Linked DNA regions of Mus musculus: region 1 is linked to region 2. The links are chromatin contacts, called in public Hi-C maps. All regions are on one chromosome and are shown on one strand. Each heading gives the region's core, a stretch centred on a gene start, on an enhancer-like site or on the middle of the called end of the contact. The rest is flanking DNA. Distances are from core to core; before and after follow the strand shown. Region 1 overlaps Myo18b (myosin XVIIIb). Region 2 overlaps Sez6l (seizure related 6 homolog like).

Region 1 (6,346 bases), core at 2,660-5,159, 280 kb after region 2:
ATGCAAGAACACACAGAGAGACAGACAGACAGACATACATAGGTTCAACTTATCCCTAAGTCTGTTACTCTGTGACGCTCGCTCTTAATGTCATATTTCCATGCCACGTGTGCATGTAGACATGTACATGTGTCCTGTGTTGAGCGTGCTACCTGATCCACACTAGGGTTCTATTAAAGGTAACCCAGGGTCCATTACACAGACAGTTTAACAGCTTTAGATGTTGCACCTGGCCTCTCTTCCCCTCCCTCTCTATCTTCAGCAAAATAAAGGGTTGGACGCTCACTCCAGGTGGCTGCCAGCAAGCTTTCCCTTTTCTTCTTCCTCTTCTTCTTCTATTTCAAGCTGATTGTTTAAGAAAAATGCCCCCAGCTGTTGCCTGGAGGCCTTTATAGCTTTATGGAAAGTTAACAGTCAGGCAACGGGATTTCTTTGGGAGCTAGGTGATAAAGACCTAACATTCTGAAAGCAGAAGAGAAACTTGCAGATCATCATAAACTCAGAGGAAAGATGCCCCCTCCCTCACCCCCTCCCCAATCCCTGACTCCTCCCCTTCCCACCCCCTCCCCTCCCCTACCCCTCCCTCAACCCCCACCGCTTCCCTCATTGCCATCCCCACTTCATCCCCCACCCCAACCCCCACCCCATCCCCCAACTCCCACAGCATCCCCCATTGCCATCTGTGCTCATCTGTGCACAAGAGAGGCTAAAAACAAACCTAGGACTCCAAGTCTTCCTACCTAGATCTTTGCTCTTTCTCTCCAAAAGCACCCCTGTCTCCCACTGCACTGCTTTAAACCCTGCTGGAGTTAGAATCCTGGCCTCCTGCATGCCGGGCAGGCACTCCACCATCTCTTCTTGCACACACTCTGGTTACAAGGAGATGCATAAGGATTCTGACGGTGCAGAGGGGTCACCGATTTGATTCCTGGGGTCTCTGAGTCTCTGATGAATGAGGCGCAATGGGAGGCACACTCCTAAGACCCTCACGGTTGAGCCAGGCATAGTGGTGCACACCCTGAATCCCAGCACTTGGGAGGCAGAGGCAGGAGGATCATTGTGAGTTCCAGGACATTTGGAGCTAGAAGTGAGGCTGTCTCAAGAAACAAGCAGACATCCTCACAGGGAGGTAGAAGGTGGCTGAGAGTGTTTTGAGTCATTTGGGGAGGAGTTAAAGAGGGAATTGAATCAGTCTGTGATGTTCCTGTGGGACACCGCCTTGGGCCTTTGAGGAGATTTGGAAATTAACAACAACAACAACACCTCCTTAAAGTCCCTCTCTGCTTTCCCAGTCCCAAACACACAGCCTACACACACACACACACACACACACACACACACACACACGCACGCACGCACACGCACGCATGCACGCACGCGCGCGCGCACACACACACACACACACACACACACACGCACACACACACACATACACAGTCATCTGCTTTAGTGACAACAGAAAGAGTGACAAAGGGCAGCTTTGGAGCAGCCTTCCCAATGCCCACACACAGCAGGAACTTTTTAAAAGCAGTACCTGGGCTTTCTGACCTGGGATGAACGCCTACCTCCTGGCTCCAGACTTCCCACAGTCAGCCCACCTACGCCACTGCTTCCCAACGAAAGAAAAAAAAAGCTATTTCAATTTTTCAATTTCTGCTCAGTTGCAAATATGACATCCGTACCACCCAATCTTCCTGACAAGAGAATAATTATATCAATATAATTAAGTCTCAAATGCAAAGATTATCTTTAGCACATACACTGGCAAGGCGCTTCCCACATCAGAGACCACTATTACAGCTAGGGATTCTCCAGCTGCCTCCAGCATGGCTGCTTTCAAATCGAGTCCACCGGCCATTGGTGCGCAGTTCCTTTCCTCCCACTGGCCCACACACTTGCAGAAAGAGAGCAATTAGCTTCTCAGACTTCCCCAGTGGCCACTGAGTTTCCCATCCCAGAGAATTTTGTCAGGGCTGAGGCTGGGGCTCAGCAGGTGTGCTTGCCTAGAGTGACACAGCCCCTATTCTGTCCCCAGTGCCACATAAATTGTGTGTGGCATTGCATACCTATAGTCTTAGCACGCAGGAGGTGAAGGCAAGAGAGTTAGAATTTCAAGATAATCCTTGACTTGACTGTGGATTGCAGACACAGCCTGGCTCCAAACACAGGAGTCACAGAGTCTATAGAATGTCACCCAGGCTGGTGGGACCCAGTAACGCACACACATCTGTCTGCTTCCCGTGCACCCATGCTGAGTGTGTCTGTCTGTCTGTCAGCTCCACAGTGGCCTTCCCTTCATGCAGAAAGATGTTCAGGGACCCTCAGAAGTACCTTATGCAAAGAAGGTCATGACAGGCCATGTTCCATAGTGACTCTTGAGTCCCAAATGGACCCCATGCGTGACAGCGGTACCTGAAGCTGGTGACTTTGAGCCAATGCAGTCTGGCGTGTTCCCCATGCACTTGTGTGATACTGATGTCAGCACACCTGTGCTGCTGGTCCTGTAGACACAGCTGTGTGCAGGGCAGGGTGGTGGGCAATGTCAAGTGACCATGCCACCGGTTTTGCATGTGCTTGGGCCAGGCTATCAATCATGACTCCAGGGCACTTCAATTTATAAAAGACAGTGTTCTGCTTTTATGTAAGTTGTAATGACACAACGCTGGGGGTGGGGGGGTGGGGTGCGAATCAGCTTATGGGGAAAAGCTTACAATTCCAGGCTATTTATTCCCTATCAGTGTGGAGAAGAAGTCAACGCAGGGACTTCAAACATATCACATCCAGAGTGGAGAGGGAGAGAGAGAGAGAGAGAGAGAGAGAGAGAGAGAGAGAGAGAGAGAGAGAGAGCAATGCATGCACACCCCCTTGCTTATGCATGGCTCCATTGCTATGCTCCAAAGCTGTTCAGGTCCCCCTGCCTAGGGAATGATGCCATCCACAGTGCGCAGGGTCCTTCCACATCATTTAACAAGATAATCTCCCACAGACATGCCCACAGGCCAACCCAGTGTACAATCCCTGTGGTGGCTTGAATATACTTGGCCCAGGGGAAGTGGCACTATGAGAAGGTGTGGCTTTGTTAGAAGAAGTACATCACTATGTAGGTGGACTTTGAAGTCTTTTATGCTTAAGCTCCACCCAGTGTGGAACACAGTCTCTTCCTGGCTTCCATCTCAGCTCCTCCAGAACCATGTCTACCTGGACTCTGCCATGCTTCCTGTCGTGATGATAGTGGACTGAACATCTGAAACTGTAAGCCAGTCCTGATGAGATGTTTTATAAGAGTTGCCTTGGACATGGTGTCTCTGCACAGCAACAGAACCCTAACTAAGACAATTCCTCACTGAGGCTCTTCCCAGGTGACTCTACATTGTATCAAGTTGACAGCAGCCATGGCTAGCTGGTTAACAAGGTTGACACTGAGACAAACTACCAAGCTGCACTAACAATAGCCACATCCTCCTCTTACTCAGGCTCTCTTGATCAGATTGAAGACCATGTAGAATGACTGTCCCTGCAATGTCAGCTAGGCCTTGGGAAGAGCAGTCTTCAAGGGTTGCCCCTAGAAGAAGTGGCCTGCTGTACTTCTCAGAAAGCCCCTCCATCAGAGATAGGAGACTGCACTAATCACCAGGCTTCTGCCTTAACAACTAAAGCCAAAGCTACTTACTCCAAAAAGCCAATGAAATCTCCCAAATGCTCAAGAGAGAGAGAGGAGATGATCCCTCTCAGGCGGACCGATTCTCATCAATAGTCTTGTATCGTTACATCTGTTCTCCCAGGAGATCGATCAGGGAGGATACAGCAAGTTGCTTCTGGCATTGGCGATCAATGCCAGATCCTAGCTTCCCTGGACTCAGAACAGTCGATGCTGTCTAGCTGAGAAACGGGGTGGAGGCGGTGCAGTGTAGGTGACATAGACAGTAAAGAACGCCAGTGAACAGCTTGTGGCAGGGAGTGGTAATGACAGAGAGTAAGACAATGGTGTCTGGCATTCCGGGCTCCCATCTGCTGAATTGAGAGATGTTCCACAGGGTCAGACGTTACAGCCTCAAAGTCACAGCGTTGACAGTGTACTTTTATTCCTGCTATATTCATTGTGAGGAGTTCACACACCTACCCCTCCCTCAGTGTGAGGAGTTCACACTCCCATTCCTCCCTCAGCACAGTGAGTTCACACTCCCACCCCTCCCTCAGCAGAAGGAGTTCACACTCCCATCCCTCCTCCAGCACAAGGAGTTCACACTCCCATCCTTCCCTCAGTGTGCGGAGTTCACACTCACACCCTCCCCTCAGTGTGAGGAGTTCACACTCCCATTCCTCCCTCAGCAGGAGTAGTTCACACTTCTCACTCCTTCAGTGTGAGGAGTTCACACTCACACCCCTCCCTCAGTGTGAGGAGTTCACACTCCCATTCCTCCCTCAGCAGGAGGAGTTCACACTTCTCCTCCTTCAGTGTGAGGAGTTCACACTCACACCCCTCAGTGTGAGGAGTTCACACTGCCATTCCTCCCTCAGCAGGAGGAGTTCACACTTCTCCCTCCTTCAGCGTGAGGAGTTCACACTTACACCCCTCCCTCAGTGTGAAGGGTTCATACTCCCATTCCTCCCTCAGTGTGAGGAGTTCACAGTCCTATCATCCCCTGATTTGAGGGCACCAGGCAGTTTCCAGAAAGGTTCTGTGGAAATTCTCATTTTCTGAAACAAAGGGCACTGAGCCTGAAACCTGGAGCATCAACTGTGGACATGTGGGGACAGATATTACCTCACTGTGGGCAGCTGGGTAAGCTGTGCTGTGCATCTCACAATGTTAACAGCCTCTCTGGGCTCTATTAGAGAACACCAGCATCTCTTCCCTCTAATTTGTGACAAGCAAAATTGTTGTCAAAATACTTCCAAGGGTCAGAATCACACCCAGAGGACAGCTGAGCCCAGATGTGAAGCTGAACCCTGACCCAGCCACTCCTTACTGTGTGACCTCACCTTCAGGATGGAAAGCCTCCCCCATAACAAGGGGGCTCTACGGAGGCTCTGGGGTACAGGAACTTGTGGTTGGTACCAGCTACTCCATAACTCAGGTCCCTGGACAACCAGTATCTCTATCACCTGGTTATAAATACCGGGCATGGAAATACCTCCCTGTGACCCACTTGGTGGGTGGAGGCAACGGGATTGCAAGTTCTAGGCCACCCTGGCCTATAGTGAGACTTAGTCTAACAAAACGAAAGATGACAAAATAGCTAAGCACTGTGGAAATCAGAAGAGTTTCTTAAAAGGTAAAAAGACAGAACATCCCATGCTCTGGCTATGCCCCTGGAATGTTCCCTAAGGGACAAAGCATATCTACAGAGCTATTGAGCCGCCTTTCAGCTTGCATTCACAGCTATACCACCCAGAGTGGACGATGAGAGAACCAACCAAGCCGTCAATGTGGCTGTTATCCCCAGCAGAGCTTTTCAGCCTCACAGAGTAAAATCGTGTCCTTGCAGGGGTCTGGGTGGAACTAGAGATTGCCTGATAAATAAAGCCAGATGCAGAAAGACAAATATATGTTTTCTCACACACGTGGCATGATTATATGGTGTGTATGTGTATGACTGTGCGTATATATGTGTGTATATGTGTGTATGTGTGTGTATGTATGTATGCGCATGTATGTGTGTATATGTGTATGTATGTGTGTGTATGTATGTATGTATGTATGTTTGTATGTGTATATATGTGTGTATGTGTGTGTCGGCATACATACATCAGAAAGCCATACCGAACCCATTATTTTGCATGCTACCTAAACCTAAATGATAACTAAAAGGCCCTGCATAGACAGGGAGATGGCTCAGCTGGTAAAGGTGCTTGTTCCCAATCCCGACAAAGACCTGAGTTCCATTCCTGGAACGCCCATGATCCTTTGACCTGTATACGTGTGTGGTGGCATGATCCGACACACACAAAATAATGTGATCATTTGTCTTAAGTTTTTCCTTTTCAAGAAAGGAAGTATCCCTTTCAGGCCCTGCCTCCTCCTGTCAGGTCAGGTTTGCTGTAGCCACCCTCCTCAGTTGACATGATTCCTTTGGTGACACTGAGGAAACGCTGGCCCTGCCTTGAATCGACAGGCTTAGGCACAGTGAAGACATGGTAGTTGCCAATCCCTTCCCTCTCTGGCCTTGGGCAAGGCAAGGTGCTCTCCCTCAGAGCCTCTCCCTCACACTGTGTAAACAGAGATTAAAAATGTCCTCTCAGCCAAAGGCAAGGGTTCAGCTTTAATCAGAAGGGCCCTGGAAAGTATTTTTGCAGTGTCTTTGTCACTGCAGACAATCTCAGCTGTTCCCAGGCTGGTTGCCAC
Region 2 (6,457 bases), core at 2,878-5,377:
CATCAGCTCCTGCCTCCAGGTTCCTGCCTTGCTTGAGTTCCTGTCCCTAACTTCTTTCAGTGATGAATGGAAACGTAAGCCAAATAAACCTTTTTCTGCACAAGTTTCTTTGATCCTGGTATTTTATCCCAGCACTAGAAACCCCAAGGCAGAAATTGGCACCAGGATAATGGGGTACTGCTGTGACAGACCTGATCATGTGTTTTAGGAACAGTTGAGGAAGGACTTTGGAACCTTGCACTAGAAAAGCCACTGAGTGTTGAGAGCTCAGTGAGCTGTTCTGCAGGAGCTTGGAAGACGAGACCGGTTGCGGGCAGTGTAGACGATGAAGGCTTGGTCTGTAAGGTTTCAGAGGGAAGCAAAGACTTTACTGGGTGTTTTTGTGTGAAGAATCTGTGCTTCCTGGCTAGCTGGCACTTGATTAACAAGAGACAAGAAACAGTAAAGTTAAACCTTTGCTTCAGTGGGAAAACGGATGCTGCTCATCAACCAAGAACCAGCTGTCATTAAGAAGCATCGCTGAGGTGAAATCTTCTGGGAAGGGTTTTCTCAGGGTCAGCACCACAGAACCTGTGATCCAGGAGCCACCAAAGTTGTACCTTGTGCTGGCAACTGAATGTGGTACTGTAAGAGTCACCAAGTAGTCCTGGTTTTGAAGGCATGAAGGGGTCCTGAAGAACAGCTGAGGCTTGGCACTGTGTGGCAGGACTGGGGCCTCTGAAGAGAGCCACGGTGAGGCTGTTGGTGGAGGTGCAACTCAATTGCAGCAGGGACCCAACATTTTTTGGAGATGTCTATACCATGGGAGGACCACCAAGAACAGCAGCAATGGAATGGGGCCAGCTGGAGCCTAGAAGACCAGCTGTGTGTGCTGCAGAGGGCAGACCCTTAGAAGTGACCTTTGGAGGAGCCCAGAATATTGTGAGTGTAGTCCAGATAACTGGTGGTTGTCTCTGCCTCTCTCCTTACAATGGGATCACAGAAGTGTGGTGTCACACTTGGCTTTATGTAAGTGCTTCGGTCTTGAACTCAGATCTTGTACAGCAAGCGTTTTCCCCACTGAGCTGCCTCTCCAGCCCCCTTGATAACATAACTTTCTCTAGTATGAGCTGTGAGGAAAGAGCCAGTCAGAGGGAAAGGCTCACACACTGGAGACCCACAGGAGCTTGTCCACAGCCAGCTGAGACTTCCCCCAGCCCCAGGTCTCTGGGGTGTCACCCTAGTGTCCCCTCCTGCCTGCCATCACTGTCTGGCCCTACAGGACTAGACGTTCCTTCTTCCCTGAGCTCCTTCTGACATTTGTACAGGGCAACCCCAAAATGCTTTGAGGAGGGAAACAGGGGTGACAACATTCAGTTCACCTGCTGGGTAACAAGGAGAGAGGACCCCATCCTTTTCGATTCTCCACCAGATGATGCTGCCCTGGCCTGGCTGTGGGGAAGGACTCTGAGTTAATGGTTTGAGCCTCTCTGTCACGCACAGGCTTTGAGATAGACATAAAACTGATCTGGTGCCAAGCTGAAGGTTAATTGAGTATTTGGTGCGCAGCAGGGCAGATGAGAGAGATTCCCTTTTCCCTCTACCCTTGGCCAAGCTAGGCGCCCACGGACGCAGAAGGCTTGATACAGGCAAAACCGCACATTTGGGAGGCTTCCAAAAAAGAAGAGGCTAAGATAAGCAGAAATGGGGCGGGGGAGTCCTTCAACAACTTACTGGGTGGGGCTTGAAGCTGGGTGGGATTCAACAAGAACCTGGGAGTCAATCCTTCCCTGAGGCAGCTCAGTGAGTTTGCCCGGTAACTTCCATGGGTTGAAGTTCTAGTAAGCAGAATTGTATGTTGGTGACTCATCACAACATGGCAACAGCTGTGTGCACGTGTATGTGTGCATGCATGTTCACGTGTGCACAGGTACACGTATGTACACGTATGTACATGTATGTGTGTGCATGGAGAAGATAGAGATTGATGTCCAGTGTGTTCCTCCACCTTATATACTGAAGCAGTCTCTCACTGCCTAGTCAGATTGCCTGGGGCATCCCATTTCTCCCTCTCTAGTCCTAGGGTCGCAGGTGGGCTGCCTGCCATGCCCATCTGGCGTTTACATGAGGACAGGAGCTCTGAACTCAGGTCCTCAGGCTTGTGAGGCATGCCCCACTGAGCCATCTTCTCAGCTCCCACAGTGCTCTAGAATGGAGTTTTCTGTCTGAAGCTTCAGTTCAGAGGACCCCCGAGATGACCTCTGTGACTGATCCTTCCTATGACTGTTTCCCTCTCATCTCTCCTCATTTGCTTTTTTTCATTTTTTCTTTTTACATCCTTGCTTGGGAAAATGCTTCCTCCTGGCTGCCATCCCTGATTTAGCCCAGCTCCCTAGCTGCCCAGCCGCTATGCAGTACTCCTGCCTCTCCATGCAAGGCCCACCTCCAGGAATCACAGATAGTGATATCCCGGAATCCCCACTGAAAATCAAAGAGGCTGCAGCCAGAAAGAAGGCCTGAATCACACAGCTGAGAAGAAAAGGAGACAAACTTCTGTCCCTGGCCTTGGAGGATCAGCTGTTCAAAATTTGTGGGGCTTTTAGCTCAGTTGGAGCAGGAAGGCCAAGGACAATCTCTGGGAACAGCCTCACACCAACAGTCTCAACACACATGCACCTGAGGGAAAAAAATAGAAATGAACAGAAATGAACCCATACAGTGACAGCCAAGTGATTTTTGACAAGGTGCTCAAATCAGATACTGGAATTTTTTTCTTTTTCTTTTTCTTTCTTCCTTTTCCTTCCTTCCTTCCTTCCTTCCTTCCTTCCTTCCTTCCTTCCTTCCTTCCTTCCTTCCTTTCTTTCTTTCTTTTGACAGATGGTGCCGGGGAAATTTGTAACATAACAGAAATGGATCTATTCTGCTCTCCGGAAAACACGTTCAGCATGGATCAAAAGATTCACTTTAATACCAGGAATTACAACTGTTAGAGGAAATTTAAGGAAACACCCTGAGACACTGGCACACACAGGGATTTCTGAGGGAGTCCAACAGCTCGGGGAGAAGCAGCATCGAGAATCAAGAGATGAGACTGCAGGGAATTTGAAAGCGAGAGAAGCCACCAGCGGAGCTAAGAAATGACAGTCGGGTGACTGATCTTTGCCAAAGCCACATCCAAGGATTGATAGTGTCTGTAGAGACCGTGAAGAATAAACATTCTCCAATCACCCTATAAGTCAATGCGCAAACGAACCGAACAGACAGGTCCCTAAAAGCGATCACAGGCCCATAAAGATGAGAAAATGTCCCATGTCCTTAGTCACAAAGGACAGACCAATCAGAAGTTCATTCTGCCAGAGTCAGTCTGGCTGTCGTCAAGACGGAGAATGCCGATACGGACGTGGGTGAGGGGAACACTTTGTCACTGCGGGTGGGGGTCACACTAGGACCACCATGTTGGGAATTGTTGTGCAGGGGGCAGGGGTCTCCATAAACTGAAAGTAGAAGGTAAGACCCCATGCGGTTCTCTGGGGAGACTCCACAGGACATAAGCCAGCCTTTCACAGGGAGCTCACATGTGCAAGCGGATTGCTAATTCACAATGGTCAAGTGATGTGGCTAGCTTAGATGTCTGCGGACAGATGCGTGGGTAAAGAGAATGTGGTTTGTTTGCATAGCAAGTTGTATTCAGCCTTCAAGAAAAATGAAATTATGCCGTTTGCATGAAATTAAGTGGAATCGGAGACCATTATATTTAACAAGATAGCCAGACTCAGTCAGACAAATACTACATTTTCTCCCATTTGCCAAAATCTCTCTCTCTCCCTCCTTCCCTCCCTCTCTCCCTCTCTCTCTCTCTCTCCCTCTCTCTCTCTCTCTTTTTCTTTCTTTCTTTTTTGAACTTGTTTGAAAGAACTAAAAGAAAGTGGGGGGGGGGCAAGGCAGGGTAGGGATGGAACATCACAGATACCATCACTTCACACAATGAATACACACTACAAAGATGGCTACTAGGCCTGTAGGACCCGTCTGCTGCTTGGAGAGCCAGAGGCCCTGGGACGCCTGTTTCTGGACTCTTCCCGGCCACCTGGGTCTGCCAGAAAACCATTTTTTTCTCTAGACACCACCATCTGTCCCTGTCTCTGTCTCACAGAGGGCAGTGGGAGGAGGTGGCTGAGAGGCCACCAGAGGCTGTTGCTCTCTTAGCCTGTGGAGCCTCAGCTGCCTCCCCTCCCAAAGTCCTTGGAAGCTGCCCTCAGGATATCAGATACAAGAGCCCAGAGCCTGGACCTTCACTCTGGGCTCAGAGTTGCCCTCCTGGGGCACTGGGAGGTGTTCAGGATGAGCACACTACGGTTGTGCCCAGGGAGCATCGGAAGCAGCCTAGGGCAGCTGTCACCATTCACTAAACACTTCCCTGTCACCAAGTGTAGCCCAAGGTCCATATTAAACCTGAGAACGAACGGCAAAGTAAGGCGACGCCCCGACTGACAGGGACATCTGCACTTAGTCGAGGAAGGCAGATAAGGAGAAACAAAACTACGGTATGGCCAGGGTTCATGGCACGGCACCATTCACTGCTGCCCACCCCGGCCGTTTGGTCCTTCAAAAACTGTAGGCTGGCAAGGTGGCTTAGTGCGCAAGAGCACCTGATGATGACCAACCTAACACCCCGGTTTGATTCCTGGGACCCAGAGGTAAAAGGGAGAGAACTGACTCCTGAAAGCTGTCCCTTGATTGTCCCACATGAGCCGAGCCATGATCATCACACCCTAACCTCCACTCACAATAGATAAGTAAACACATAGTAATACAAAGGGAAGAAAAGGACCCTCGCATGTCTGTACGCTGAGCTTTGCTATGGAAGCTTTTCCTCCCCTCCTCCTTTACGTCAAATCCCCAGTGGTCGTGACCCTTCCTTAGGCTGCCAACTGAAGTCACGAGTGTGCTTGTCTGTGTGCACCCTTCTTGGACACCAGTCTTTTTAGCGGAACGAATTAACGAGAGTAGGGACACTCGCTTCGTGCGTTGCTGGTTGTGTTGCTGTAGCAACCCTAGGACTCTGCAGCTCCGAGGTACGTACTAGATGCTTAGTAAATCCTGGCTGGAACAACAGATAAAGCAGAAGTCAGTTCCTCCCCACCTGCCTACTGCGGTGAACCTGGGGAAAGGGTGCCTCAGATACTCACAACTGAATGTCCAGGAAGATCCGCTTCTCCTCCCCAACGTGGATCTTCCACACACAGTCTTCACCTTCTGCATAGGGCTCTGGCCAGTTTGGAGACAGCACCACCCCAGCCACAGCAGAGAGCTCCCCACCACACATGGCTGCAACAGACAGACAAGAGGACACTCTTGTGAGGAAGACAATACAGCATAGTGGTTAGAAATTTGGGGGGTGAGGTTGGCATCTGTGGATCCCTGTGTAGCATGGGGTGGAGCAGGCAGGGGGGGGCAGCATGTGTGTCTATTTGTGTGTGTGTGTGTGTGTGCATTTACATGAGTGTGCATGTATGTGCGTGCATATGTCTGTGTGCGTGTTGAAAAAAGGCTACTGGCCTCACCTGCTGCTCCAAGGGGGCAGAGGTAGGCAATGTCTTCGCCACTGAGGGCAGCCCCCAGTTCCCACTCCACTGTTCTGCCAGCTTTGGATAAGGTGTGTATATGGTCTGATAGCATCAGCTTCCTCCTCTGAGAGGTCAGGAAATGCTCTTCCAGCCCACTGGCTTATGACGGATCACTACTAAGGTCACCATGCCAGTTTGCAGCACCCTGCCTGACCCCAGAATGTACTCAGGTGGCAAGTAGGCTCCAGTCTCTGAAAGGTTTATCCTGGACCGGCAGCAGAGATACAGAGGCCGCTCTCCCAATCCTTCCTGGGTAAGCCCTCAATATGGCAGAGGCTGAAGCCTCAATACATTCTTCTCCCTTAATGAAGTACATTTAGTTCAGGGGCCAATCCTCACCAGGGCAAGGCAATGACGTCACACCAACTGCCAGGTGGTTGATGGGAGTGAGGGTCTCCCTCATTCCTCCATGTGTTAGGGTTCATTGGCCATGGATACAAGACCTGGGAAGTCAGTGTGACCCGGGAATTAGTGTGACTGAAGGTTGTCACAGCCAATATTGCCTGGGCTCTGAACACAGAGAGGCTAAGTGCACTTTTTTTCCAGTGACCCTAGAATGCTCTTGGGCATGCTCTCTCCATGTCTGATTCCTCGTCATGAATGGGGCTGGTGTCTACCATAGTATGGCTGTCGAAAGGGCATTGTCGGAGGTTGAAGAGATGGCTCAGCGGGTAAGAGCACTGACTGCCCTTCTGAAGGTCCTGAGTTCAAATCCCACAACCACATGGTGGCTCACAACCATCTGTAATGAGTTCTGATGCCTTCTTCTGAAGACAGCTACAGTGTACTTATTTGTAATAATAAATAAATCTTTGGGCCGGAGTAAGCAGTGACTGAGTGGGCGGGGCCGA

What was found. A called contact is a pair of places that touch in the nucleus more often than the background predicts.
Region 1: a contact with region 2 is called in a Hi-C map of cerebellum, with 1.7 times the contacts expected there. The contact joins two enhancer-like sites. A contact is called at or near these places in 4 of 484 Hi-C or Micro-C datasets (cerebellar granule neurons, cerebellum, embryonic stem cells and 1 more).

The regions. Positions count from the first base shown.
Region 1 is chr5:112,736,927-112,743,272 of GRCm38.p6, forward strand. All of the region lies in intron 39 of Myo18b (myosin XVIIIb), which reads right to left. Among named protein-coding and RNA genes, the nearest start is that of 1700095B10Rik, 53 kb to the right of the region's middle. Within about 2 kb of position 3,910, at least 24 of the 459 cell types and tissues checked have an H3K27ac peak or open chromatin away from gene starts, as enhancers often do. A contact at or near this core is called in cerebellum, where this site is marked.
Region 2 is chr5:112,455,979-112,462,435 of GRCm38.p6, forward strand. It overlaps Sez6l (seizure related 6 homolog like), which reads right to left. Exons shown (of 17, transcript NM_001253916.1): 9 at 5,169-5,307. Among named protein-coding and RNA genes, the nearest start is that of Gm6588, 9.8 kb to the left of the region's middle. Within about 2 kb of position 4,128, at least 2 of the 459 cell types and tissues checked have an H3K27ac peak or open chromatin away from gene starts, as enhancers often do. A contact at or near this core is called in cerebellum, where this site is marked.